2 separate regions of the Oryctolagus cuniculus genome follow, and region 2 is linked to region 1. A link is a contact called in public Micro-C data. All regions are on one chromosome and are shown on one strand. The core of a region is the stretch at or near the end of the contact, and the rest is flanking DNA. Distances in the headings are between cores, read along the strand shown.

Region 1 (6,069 bases), core at 3,176-5,675:
GCTGTGGCCTGGGAGTGCAGTGGAGGATGGCCCAAGTGCTTGGGCCCTGCACCCCATGGGAGACCAGGAGGAAGCACCTGGCTCCTGGCTTCGGATCAGCGCGGTGTACAGGCCGCAGCGGCCATTGCAGGGTGAACCAATGGAAAAAAAGGAAGACTTTTCTCTCTGTCTCTCTCTCACTGTTTACTCTGCCTGTCAAAAAAAAAAAAAAAAAAAAAAAAAACCTAGAAAAAAAAAGCCTCATGAAATATAATGAATTTCTTTTAACTGATAGAAAAGATAAACTTAAAGGTCACAGTTTATCACTCTGTAGAATATTTACCAGTTTTGTGTCTAAGTTAGGAATAATATTTCAGTCTTTTTTCAATAACCATATACATTTTGGTTTCTTACATTCTTTTAAACCAGAGTTGTCATCTTACTGATTTCCTTCATTAACAAGTTAAACAAAATGTCAACATATACTCATGTGAGAACTGAAAATTTGAAATTTATGGAAGCATAAATGTTAAATAGAGAAGTAAAACAAAGGCATTCAAGATTTTTTTTTTTGACATTTTAAAAATCAATTTTGAATGACTGGATTTTTCCAATGACGACAGTCTTCTTAGTGTTATCCGATTAGAAGATGAAGATCTTGATTCCCCAGGAGGCAGAGGGTTTGGTCTTTTTTTTTTTTTTTTTTTTTTTTTTTTTTTTTGAGGGTTTGGTCTTTAGCTGTTGGGAATCATTACAGGTCTCTTCCACTTTTTTCCCTGAGGCCCTTCAAGAAGTTTTGCAGCGTCTTGTATGTATCTGTGAAATATTTTGTCTTCTCCAAGCCTCATCTTCCTACAAACGCTATGCATTCATCTTGCTGGATGGCAATTTCCCAGGATTTCTCTTAGATAATTGGGATTTGAAGTCTGAGAAGTCACTAAGAGAAAAGTCTCATTGGGGAACTCCTCTGAGTGACAGCTCCATATCTCGGGGACCATAAGCATTGAATAGGAACTCAGCAATAGGGAGGCATCTACTTCCTGACCAAGGATTGAGTGGCACCGTGAAAAGTCTGTGTAGCTTAAAGATGAAAATAGACAGGGACACCATGCATAGCAAGACTGGTTCCATTTTAAGAGACACAGGTCTCTTTGATAACCAGGTCTCCAAGTCTGATGATAAAATGCAAAATGTGCTTACCTATGTCCACCAGAGCATAACCAGACAACACCCAAGGGCATGACCAATGCACTTTGTGAACTAAACTAGCAGAGAGGTGGAGCAGTAGACGGGAGATAAGGAAGCCAGTGAGAAGCTATAACATCCAAGGTCATACCCCTCATGCACTTGATCCTTGTTCCTGAATCTCACCTCATTGTCCTTGGAGTCTATTGCTCCAGACACTGTAAACTACCTCCAGTTGCAGCAAGAATGGTAGTGAGAAAAACTCTACGACCTCAGAATTTTTTGAAATACAGTTGGAAGTCTGGGCACAGGAAGTAGCTCCTCTGCTTGGGTACTGTCAGACTGAAAACAAGGTGTTGGCCAGGCTGCAATTTCATCTGAGTCTCAGGGGGCCTCGTCCAAGCTTGTGAGTTTGGGCAGATTCAACTCCTTGTAGTTGCTCCTTGGCCCCCCTAGAAGCCACCTGTCATTCCCCACCAAATGGCTATCTGCGGAATCATCTGATTAGGTTAGGTTCCCTGGAGAGTACCTCCTTTTTTTGTTTTTTAATCTGATTTTTAAAAATTATTACTTATTTACTTATTACAGAGAGGAAGAGGCAGAGAGGTCTTCCATATGCTGGTTCACTCCCCAAATGGTTGCAATGGCTGGAGCTGAGCTGATCCAAAGACAGGAGCCAGGAGCATCTTCCAGGTCTCCCATGCGAGTGCAGGGGCCCAAGAACTTGGGCCATCTTCCACTGCCTTCCCAGGCCATTAGCAGGGAACTGGATTGGAAGTGGAGCAGCCAGATCTCAAACTGGCACCCATATAGGGTGCTGGCACTGCAAGCTGCAGCTTTACCTGCTACACACAGCGCTGGGCCTCACCTTTTTCATTAACTCAAAGTCAACCAATTAGGGATCTGCATTACATCTGCAAAATCCCTCCACTTTTGCCACATACTGTGAATAGTTACAGGAGTGGTGCCCATCATCTTCTCAGGTCCCATGCACACCTGTAGGGAAGACCTCATACAGGGTTCTACTGCAGGAGAGAAGTCTGAGGGGCCAGTTTAGAGTCTTCCTTCTGCAGAAGGTGGGAGATAAAGTCTAATGACATAGGAGGGGACAGACTTGCAGGCATTATGAAGGGCAAGTGCAACCCCGCCCACCCTCCATCCCACCCCAGGCAGGGGATCCCTGGGGTTCTTAAACGTGGCTTGCAGGGGTTGAGGTCAGAGAGGTACAATGGCCTGGAGTGTTGAGGATCTTGTAAGACTTTTATCTCCTAACATGTTCTAAAAATTTTCAAAACACAAGAGTTAAAAGGGTTTTTTTTTTGGTTAATTCTGTATACTTAATACACAATTTTCCCATTATTGTTTTAGTATACTTGCTTTATCTCATCTGTCCATTTGACTATCCATCCATTAATCCATCTAATTTTGGAGCACATTTCCAAGTTTCAGACATCAATACTGTGTAAGTCTCTCTAAATACGTCACCATTCATATCATTAAACTAAAATTTCATGTTTATTCTTTCTTTTATGTAAAATTCCCATACAATGAAGTGCAAAGCTCTTGAGTCAACACTCACTGGATTTTGATAAATGCATAAACCTAGGATCCCAAACTTCTATAAAGATATAGAATAGTATCATCACCCCCTAGGGAATTCCCTTACCTCTCTTTGAAGCAGTCAATTTTCTGATATCTTTCTGCCACACACTTGTTTCAGCTCTTGTGTTTTGAAAAAGTAGATTGTCATTTTAAAAGATTTATTTATTTATTTGAAAAGCAGAGTTAGAGGCAGAGAGAGAGAGAGAGAGAGAGAGAGAGAGAGAGAGAATGTCTTCTATCTGCTGGTTCACTCCCCCAGATGGCCACAACGGCCAGAGCTGTGCTGATCAGAAGCCAGGAGCTTCCTCCAGGTCTTCGAGGCAGGTGCAGGGGCCCAAGTACTTGGGCCATCCTCTACTGCTTTCCCAGGCCATAGCAGAGCTGGATTGGAAGTGGAGGAGCCGGGACTTGAACCAGCGCCCAAATGGTATGCTGACACTGCAGGCGGCAGCTTTACCCGCTATGCTAAAGCGCTGGCTCCTGCTCATTTTTTAAAATGTATATTTAAAAGTTTCATTCTTTATTTTTCATTTTATTTAAAAGGCTGAGAAATATCTTCTGTCCCCTGGTTCACTCCCCAGATGGGGCCTGGACTGGCCCAGGCTGTAGCCAGGAGCCCAGAACTCAATCCAGGTCTCTCACTTGGGTGGCAAGGACCCAAGCACTTGGGCCATCACCTATTGTTCCACATGTTTATCAGCAGGGAGCTGGATGGGAGGAGCTGGAACTCAAACCAAGAATTCCTATGGGGGTGGGGAGGGGAGTCTTAACCTTTGCCCAAAGCTCTCGTGTTTTTAATTCTAAATATGAAGTGGTTTTATCATCCATACTTCATTGACAAGGCATTGGAGGCTTAAAACTTTGAAATTAATGATACACCCAGAATCTCAAATTGACAGGACAGAGATGCCAATACCCAAGTGAAATGTTCGAAGACGTTATTTTATTATTTTATTACATAATTTTTAAGCCAAGGGCTGCCAAGGACTTGATCCAGGCTTTAGATAAAGGAGGCTGCAGATAAAGGCCGCCAAGGGAGGACTGGTTAAGAGAGCGCCAACAGGCTATTAAAAATCGTTCAACCTGGGAACAGAGAAGCATCTGCCCCCCGGATGGGCGTTAGGATGGGTAGCGATTTTCTCCTCCCTGCAGGTAACTTCCTGGCTACGGAGATCCAAACAAATAATGCCTTTTCTCCTAGGGCCAACAGGGATCAGATACCCCTAGGTTTGCCACAAGTACGTAAGCTCTCTCAGGCTGTTTAAAACAAACAAAGCCGTGTTTAACCTCATCTAAATCCCGGCTGCAACCGCACAGGGCTGCCTCGGCACGCGGTAGCAGCTCCCGGGTATTCACTACCCGGTTACTGAAACCGGCTTTCCAGCATCTCCAAGTTCCTGGGGAGCGGTCCTGCGCGAAGACCGCTCGCAACCAGGAGGGGGCGTTCCAAGCATGTCAAGTTCCTACGGCGCGAGACACAATAATGGAGCAGCAGGCTGCACGCGGAATTCCAGTCGTCACCAGCGATCCGGGGACGCGCGCAGACGCGCGGGGTCCGCTTTTTTAAAACCAGCCCCAGACCACGTGGCCGCCGGCCGCTCCGCTATTGGTCCTCGGCATCTCCCTCTCGGCTTTGGCGCCGAACCTTTTCCCTCTTGTGGGCGCGCCCATTGGCTCCGCGCTTAGAGGGAGCGCGGCCCAATCTCACGGTCCCGTTTTCTCCGATGGAAGTTTCCGACTAAGTCTCCGGAAAGGGCCAGCCACAGCTTCTCAGAATCAAGTGAAACCGAGCCGAGAACGCTGTAGAATGCTGCTTTTTCCCACAAAGAGAGAGCTAACTTGAACCTGTCGCCCCCTACACTCAGTTGGGGCTGCGAGTGTGGTTCCGTCTGAGGGGCGGACTCCGCCTCCCCGGGAGCCGCCATTTTGTTTGGCTGGAGGGGAGCGAGCGGCGCCTTGGGGGAGGGGTCGCGTAGACGCCTCACCTGACACTGCCGCCCCTCTGTTGCAGTCCAGGGGAGAGGTCTTTTCCCCGGCTTGGGGCGCGGAACCATGTACATAAAACAGGTGAGGCCTATGCGTCCCTTCCAGCCCTCCCAGGCCTGTGAGGACCCCTGCTTGAGGCGGGGGTGTCGCGGAGCCAGCCGCAGGCTGGACCTAGGGCTTGCGGGGGAGGGGAGGGACCCCAGCTGCGCGAGCGGCGGGGCTGCGCGGGCTGCGGAGAGCAGGGGCGTTCGGATCCGAGTGCGCTCTTCTGCAGCGGGCAGGACCCCTGAGAGGGGCCGAGGGGCCGGAGGGGCGGGCCGGAGGGACCGGGCCTTCACCGGGCGGGCCCGCGCCGGGGGCGGCCGCTGGCGGGAAGGTTGTGTCGTCCACGGACCACTTGCGTGGCAGGTGTGGAAAGGCCCGGCCCGGGAGCGTCGCTGGCACTGGCGGAGGTGTCCGCTGTACCCCGGGGGAGGCCCTTCGGCTCCCCGGATGCCCCGCGAGGGAGAGGGGACGGTCTTGGTGCAGGGAGCGTAACGCGCCCACAGCCAGTTGTTTACTTCTGTCAAATGGTCTTCCCGCGCGGCTTGGGGGCAGCGGTCTGTTGGGTGCGCGAGGTACCCTCCTCTGCGGGGTGGGTACCTTCGTGCGGGCGGGTGCGGGTCCTTGGGAGGGTCCAGGAGGCGGGACCCGTCTCCCTGCTGGGGGTCGCTAGACCTTCGGACGGCGTGGGAGCTCTGCAGCTTATCGGCTGTAGCTCAGAAAACAACTCTGCACCGGCAGCAGTTCCTGGACAAAGGGCTGCTTTTAACAGGTTTTTAATCACCATTTTCCAGCGTGAGTTTTGCTTATGTGAAACTGGAAGTTTTCGAACGTGCATTGGGATGAAAGACATGCAAAAGAAAAATGTTGATGTCGCAGTATTTCTTTTTAGGAGGGTTCTCAAAATGTCTCTTATTTATTAGGTGATTATCCAGGGTTTTCGAAGTTACAGAGATCAAACGATTGTAGATCCCTTCAGCTCAAAACATAATGTTATTGGTAAGTGTTTGCGGCTTACTGGGTCAGATTGATCTATAACAATGTAGAGCCTCTGTCCATCTGTACCTATAGGCTTAAAGGGACAGGAATTGTCTTTGAATATGAACGTTTTTTTCCCTCTGTGAAATAATTTGCGTGTCTTTAACCTGCACTGATGAATTGCTTGCTTTAAACAAAATGTTTGGATAACTCAATTATAAAACTTACTCATTTGTATGTATCAACAAATTTTAATAGCTTATAAGTTTTTAGTGACTGACACTAAATTTAGCTATT
Region 2 (6,819 bases), core at 971-3,470, 210 kb before region 1:
ATCAGATGCAATCATGGTTTTGTGTCTGTCTTGAGATCCTAGTGCCAGTATAAATCTACTGAACTGTCCTGCAACAAATAAAGATCGCCTTCCACATCAGCTTCAACAAGTTATCAACAACTACACAGAGAACACTGGTCTCAGGCATTTTAATATGTAAATAAAGGTGTACATCGCCTTGAAAAAAAAAAAGCATACATTTCATTTTCAAATAATCTTGTGTCATTACAGAGACTCTTATGATTTTATTCTTTAATATTAGTTACCTTTTGAACTATGTCGTTAGCAGGTATGAAAAATAAAAGCTCTTCCCTTGTAAAGTTATAGAAGAGGTATTTAAGAAGCTCATAAAAATGCTATTAGGAAAAATTATGCATGTATTTAAAACATTTTTGCACCAAAGTAAGCATCTTTTAATTCCATTTTCTATGAACTTTCTGAAATACTCTTGTATGTACTTCTCTGAAAAGTTTGAAAGATATTTTCAAAATCAACTCTTATTTTTAAAAATTAAAGGAGCACAAGATTTATATAACAAAGAACACTCCACTAGTTTGATGCCTATAAACTGAGAAAGTAACCCTATTCCTAGAAGTCATGGTGTCCGTGCACATATACGTGTGGGTATCCCCCTCTGAAGGGTATGTCGCGTTACCTATGGTTTCTAAGCAACGAATCACGTGAAAAACACAGAAATATGCTTTTCAAGCAATGCTAACTACAACTGGCCACCCATACTTACTTGTAAATCTTTCTTCAGTTTTAGCAAATCTTCATTTTCTCCATTTCCAGACAATGCAGCTTCCACTTGCTGGAGTTGAGCTTTGTAGCTTGCCAGCTGCTTTGCTAGATCCTCGGACATCTGAGGGGAAATATAAAAGGGTCACACTATAAAAATTAAACCAAAACTCCAACCATAAGGAAGAATTTCTCTACCTCCCTGAATTAACCAGTTTTGCTTCTAACTCCTTATTAATGCTGCACCTTCATTTACCACCATTACGTAGTCTTGGTCGAAACAACCTAAAGTACAAGGATCAAGGCGATAGATTCTGAAAACTACAACCGTGGGAGATGAATTCCATATAAAAAAAAAAAAAGCAGAAAAAGCAATAAAGAGGGAAAGGGACATTCCAATTTTCTTTAAACTCTGAAAGGCACTCTTCTGGGTTCAATGGTAAGGTTGTTACACCTTTAAAACGCATGAATCTGTGGGAAAAATCCATAAACTGTCAGAAAAAAGTTTCTGGGCATGAAAGAATGCTTCCAAGGCCACGTGAAAAGGGTTCTGAGTTACACAACTCACTCCCTCTCCGCGAACTATTCCACAGAGCGCCTTACCAAATTCTTTCCCCGAACTCTTTCACCCACTTAAGTACGTGTCTATGCACTTCTTCAGTAACAGAAAACAGCTCAAACACGGTTTATTTACGTACTGTAAGGAACGCGCCTTCCGCCAAACACAGCTCGTTCTCCCCCGAAAGACGCGAACTCACCTTTCCTCGAAGATTTCTAAGCAAACATTCAGGGTGTCCAAGAGCCCTGCACTTTCTCAAAACTCCCGTCCAAGCAAGCCCGGGACCCGGAAAGACCCCACAGGCTTGTTGAAGCAAGCCAGGCGGCTCTCCCCCCAGGAGCCAGCACCCCGAAACCCCCCCAAGCTCGGCCGATCGTGTCACCTCTCAAAATTCCAACAACAAATCAGCCGCCAAGGAAACCGCCAGAGGCTCTGGGCGCCGTCGGCGTCCCAGTCGCACCCAGGCCCCACGCCGGCCGGGGCGGCTCGAGGCTCCACTCGGCGTCGGAGGCAGTGGCTCTGAACACGCTCGCCGGCGCCCAGACCTCCGCGGCGAAGCCAGCTCCTCGGCCTCGGGCCTCCGCTTCCACTCGGGAGAGGCCGAGGCCCGGCGCGGCCTAACCCTCCCGAACGGGGTTTGTTACCTTGTGTGGGGTGGGGACGGGGCGGCGGGAAGGGAAGGGGGCAAATGAGCCCAGTGATGGCGGCGACGGCGACAGGAGCAGCAGCAGTAGGAAATATCTCCGCGACGACAACAAGGCCACTCGGTGTGAAAAGGAAGAACTCAGTCCGCAGAGAGGGGGAGGGGAGGAAAGCCGGGAGCTGGAAAGAGGAAAAGACAGAGAGGCAAATGAAGTCTCGCGAGACTTAGAAACCCTCGCGAGAGGTTCCTCTACCCACGTGACTCCTCGCGCCCTCTAAGCGGTCCGCTTTATTCGCGTTAGCGTCGCCTGGTAGGCGGAGCCAAATGCAACGGAAGTGGCGTAACTGAGGTGCGCCCGGCGCAGAATATACGTTAGTCTTACCTAAGTTCCGGCTGAAGCGTAGAGTATTTGGTGTGGGGCGCGGTTGGCGCTGTTGTGAGGTTTTTACTGAGGTTCCCGGAATAGTAATCTCGTGTGTCTCCTGGGCCCGTGGTGGTGGGAGGTACGCTGCAGCCTTTACGCTGCTAATTGGCTCTCAAAGCGCGGGTCCCGAACTCGCCTCATCTACTCCTCTTGGCGTTAGAAACGCAGATTCGCCGCCCCGGGTGGCCGGAGGCTAGAAGCTGTGGGTGGGTGCAGCAGTCTGTGTTAACAAGCCCGTTAGGTGACCCAGCGTCCACTCAAGTTGAAACCACCGCTGTGTACAATACAAAAGCGAAAAACGTCTCAGTGGCAACTGAAAGCTGTTTAAATTGTGGCGGAACCTATGAGAGAAGAGGTTGGTTTATTTCGTAGCCCTATTTGTTTTTCTTTTTTTGAGATTTATTTATATTTGAAAGGCAGAGTTACAGAGAGGAAGAGGCAAAGAAGATCGATCCATCCGCTGGTTCACTCCAGATGGCCACAGCGGCCAGAGCTGGCCCACTCGGAAACCAGAATCCAGGAGCTTCCTCCAGGTCTCCCACACTGGACTGCGTTTCCCGGCCATAGCTGCATCAGAGGTGGAGCAGCCGGGACTCAGGCCCGCCCCCACACGGGATGCTGGCACTGCAGGGGGCGCTTTACCCGCTACGCCACAGCGCCAGCCGCCCTTTTGGCTTTAAATAATTAGTTTAATCTCCCCTCGGGAACAGTCTCAAGTTGTAATCACAGATGATAAGTAGAGTGATAGGAACATTTCTTTTTATTTTTAGGGGAAGTGGGGAGGGGAGAGAAGAGGGGCAAAGAAAGAGGGCAAGAGAAAGATGAAGGAAGAAGAGGAAAAGAGAGGGGAATGGGGAGAAACTGCATTTATGCTTAAAAAAGAAACTCATAGGTGCTGGCTTGTGGCCCCCTGGTTAAGCCTCTGCCTGCAGTGCCAACATCCCATTTGGGCTCCACGTTGAGTTCTGGCTGCTCTACTTCCAATCCAGCTCCCTGCTAATGGGTCTGGGAAAGTAGCAGAAAATGGCCCAAGTGCTTGGACCCCTGGACCCACAAGGGAGACCTGGATGGAGTTCCAGGAACCTGACTCAGCTTTGGCTGTTGTGGCCATCTGGGGAGTGAACCAAAGAATGAAGGATCTCCGTCTTTCTCCCTTCACTGTAACTCTACCTTTCAAATAAATAACAAAAGAAATGGGTGTGTGTATGTGTTAAGATTTATTTATTTGGGGGCTGGTGCTGTGGTGTAGCCGGTAAAGCTACCGCCTGCAGTGCCGGCATCCCTTATGGGTGCTGGTTCAAGACCCGGCTGCTCCACTTCCAATCCAGCTCTCTGCTCTGGCCTGGGAAAGCAGTGGGAGATGGCCCAAGACCTTGACCCCTGCACCCGCTTGGAAAACCCTGAAGAAGCTTCTGGCTCCTGGCTTCGGATTGGCGCAGTTGCGGCCAACTGGGGAGTGAACCAGTGGATGGAAGACCTCCCTCTCTTCTCTCCTCTCTCCTCTCTCCTAACTCTTTCAAATAAATGAATAAATAAATATTTTTCAAAAGGCAGTGTTGCAGAGAGAAAGATCTCCCATCTGCTGGTTCACTCCGCAAATGGCTACAAAGGCTGGGGCCAGGACCTCCATCCAGGGTTCCCACGTGGGTGGCAGGGGCCCAAGCACTTAGACCATCTGCTGCTGCTTTTCCCTGGCTGTTAGCAAGGAGCTAAATCTACAGCGGAGCAGCCTGGACTTGAACTGAGGTAGACCATCTGCTGCTGCTTTTCCCTGGCTGTTAGCAAGGAGCTAAATCTACAGCGGAGCAGCCTGGACTTGAACTGAGGTAGACCATCTGCTGCTGCTTTTCCCAGGCCGTTAGCAAGGAGCTAAATCTACAGCGGAGCAGCCTGGACTTGAACTGAGGCTCATACGGGATGCTGCTCATACGAGGTGCTGGCAACACAGGCTGTGGCTTAACCCGCAGTACCACGATTGCTAGCCTTCAAGTGTGTGTTTTTAATAATGCAGTTACATGAGTTCTACATGGGTACACAAACCTGTCTAGGGGTTTAGAATGGAAGCCAAATGTTTTCACTTGTTACCGTTTTTACTGTTTGCCCTTTTTTTCTAACCATAAGTATAATTTTATTTCAATATTTTAGAAAAGCATAAAGGCCTGAGAGACAGTCTGTGTGGATGCCAGGAAGGAATCTTTCCTGGCATTTGGGAGCTTCTGCTAGCCCATAGGAAAGTCCTCCTCTTGGGTGGATTCTCTGGAACTAGGGGCATCTTGCTTTAGTTTCTTCTGCCTACTTTTGAAGGCGACTTCTATTCTCCACACACACACACACGCAAAGTCCTCACAGTGCTGTACATAACCAATAGAGGCTAGGGTCAGATTTGCAAGTGTGGTTGGGATGGCAGTCAACAAGCAAGAGCTGACCAGGCTGCAGAGGGCAGCATTGTGAAGCTAGAATTAAAAAGGGGAGACAAACTGGAAGGGATGTACTTTCCCTTATTTGCATAAGATAAAATGTAGTTTTTGACAACTGCTCTTCTAGTTGTGTATAAGAACTGATGTCAGGGATCCTACTTGAGTATAAAGTAAACTTTATAGTTCTATTCCTGAACCCCTTAGACCAGAAAATAGGGAAATATCTCTTATAAGTTCCAGTATAGATTACTATACCATCTTGATAGTTTTGTTTCTAGGCTTGCTTTTTTTTTTTTTTTTTAAGATTTATTTATTTATTTGAAAGTCAGAGTTACACAGAGAGAGGAGAGGCAGAGAGAGAGAGGTCTTTCATCTGATGGTTCACTCCCCAGTTGACAACAGCTGGAGCTGCACCGAATTGAAGCCAGGAGCCAGGAGCTTCCCTCAGGTCCTCCACGTGGGTGCAGGAGCCCAGGGACTTGGGCCATCCTCCATTGCTCTTCCAGGCCATAGCAGAGAGCTGGATGGGAAGTGGAGCAGCCGCGTCTATGAACCAGCACCCATATGGGATGCCAGCACTTCAGGCCAGGGTGTTAACCCGCTGCGCCACAGTGCCGGCCCCTAGGCTTGCTTTTAATCTCCCCATCTAGGCATCTGATCTAGCTTCCTGTTAATGTACATGAAAGGAGGTGGATGATGGCCCAACTACTTGGGTTCCCCACCCACCCACATGGGAGTTCCTGGCTCCTAGCTTTGGCTTGGCCTAAACCTTGCTGTTGTGGGCTATTGAGTGAATCAATAAGGTGGATAGTCTCTCTGTCCTCCCCCTCTGTCGCTCTGACTTTCAAATAACCTTTTGCCTCATTGCACTCCTGAAAGCAAGATAGGTCACTAGCAGCTCTACTGGAGCCAACCGTGAAAATTCAGCCAGGTTTCCCCCTTTTGCCACGTCTGCTCTAACCAGTACAGTCTGATCTGGAAATCCGGTCTCAACATGTGCCCCTAGTGTTTCCATCAGTACACGAAAGATATCAGCTTCATTAAGCTGGACTAAGTCATGCTCCTTGAATGGATTCTCCAAGATGTCAGCCCTATGGAAAGTCATGCTAGCTCTTTGGATATAAAATCAAGAACTTCAATTCAAATAAATAACTGAATCTTAAAAAAAAAAAAAAATTACATTGCATTTTAATTCCTAGAAAGAAATGAAAACAGTTGTACATAGCAGATACCATTCTAAGCACTTTATAGGTATTCATTTCATTTTCATGATGATTCTTTGTGGTATTAAAGACAACATGGATCAAGAATAGGCTTTGAGTAGGAGTGTTACTTCAAATAGCACTTAGCACCTCACTTGAAGTCTCAAAATCCACCTTCGATGTCTTAATTTTCTTAAAACATTCACATTCAGACTTCATGGGTTATGCTTCAAAAGAGCAGTATCTAAAATTTCTACTTCTTTAAACCTGGCATTTATTTTGTTGAACCCCAGTAAATCAAATAAAAGGTTTAGACTCCAAATTGTCATCAGAATATACAGCTATTTCCTATCCCTACTGTAGGAAACTAAGGAACCACTAAGGAAAGACAGAGCTTCTGCCTTTGGCAATGTGCCAGCCCACTGAGGGGCACGGTGGTCAACTAGGAGACTGCCTTCTTTAGCTTTGATTGTACTTGCCTTACTAAAAGTAGCCCCAAGGACTGGCACTGTGGTGCAGCAGGTTAACGCCCTGACCTGAAGCGCCGGCATCCCATATGGGTGCTGGTTCTAGTCCCAACTGCTCCTCTCCCGATCCAGCTCTCTGCTATGGCTTGGGATAGCAGTAGAAAATGGCCTAAGTCCTTGGGCCCCTGTACCCATATGGGAGACCCAGAAGAAGCTCCTGGCTCCTGCCTTCGGATTGGCGCAGCTCCTGCCCTTGCAGCCATCTGGGGAGTGAACCAGTGGATGGAAGACCTCTCTCTCTGTAACTCTTTCTGTAACTCTGTCTTTCAAATAAATAAAATAAATCTTAAAAAAAAAAAGGCTAAAAGT

Evidence for each region. Hi-C and Micro-C count contacts between places; a contact is called where the count stands out from the background.
Region 2: a Micro-C map of ear pinna shows a contact between it and region 1, with 4 times the contacts expected there. The contact joins the promoter of SMNDC1 here to the promoter of SMC3 in region 1. A contact is called at or near these places in 5 of 6 Hi-C or Micro-C datasets (ear pinna, embryonic fibroblasts, psoas muscle and 2 more).

Annotation. Positions count from the first base shown.
Region 1 is chr15:19,726,782-19,732,850 of mOryCun1.1, reverse strand. It overlaps SMC3 (structural maintenance of chromosomes 3), which reads left to right and starts at 4,425. Exons shown (of 29, transcript XM_002718739.5): 1 at 4,425-4,833; 2 at 5,718-5,793. The coding sequence starts at 4,819.
Region 2 is chr15:19,935,048-19,941,866 of mOryCun1.1, reverse strand. It overlaps SMNDC1 (survival motor neuron domain containing 1), which reads right to left and starts at 2,220. Exons shown (of 7, transcript XR_007910936.2): 1 at 1,942-2,220; 2 at 743-862. It overlaps LOC138845308 (a long non-coding RNA gene), which reads left to right and starts at 2,214. Exons shown (of 2, transcript XR_011382284.1): 1 at 2,214-2,719. It also overlaps the pseudogene LOC108178451.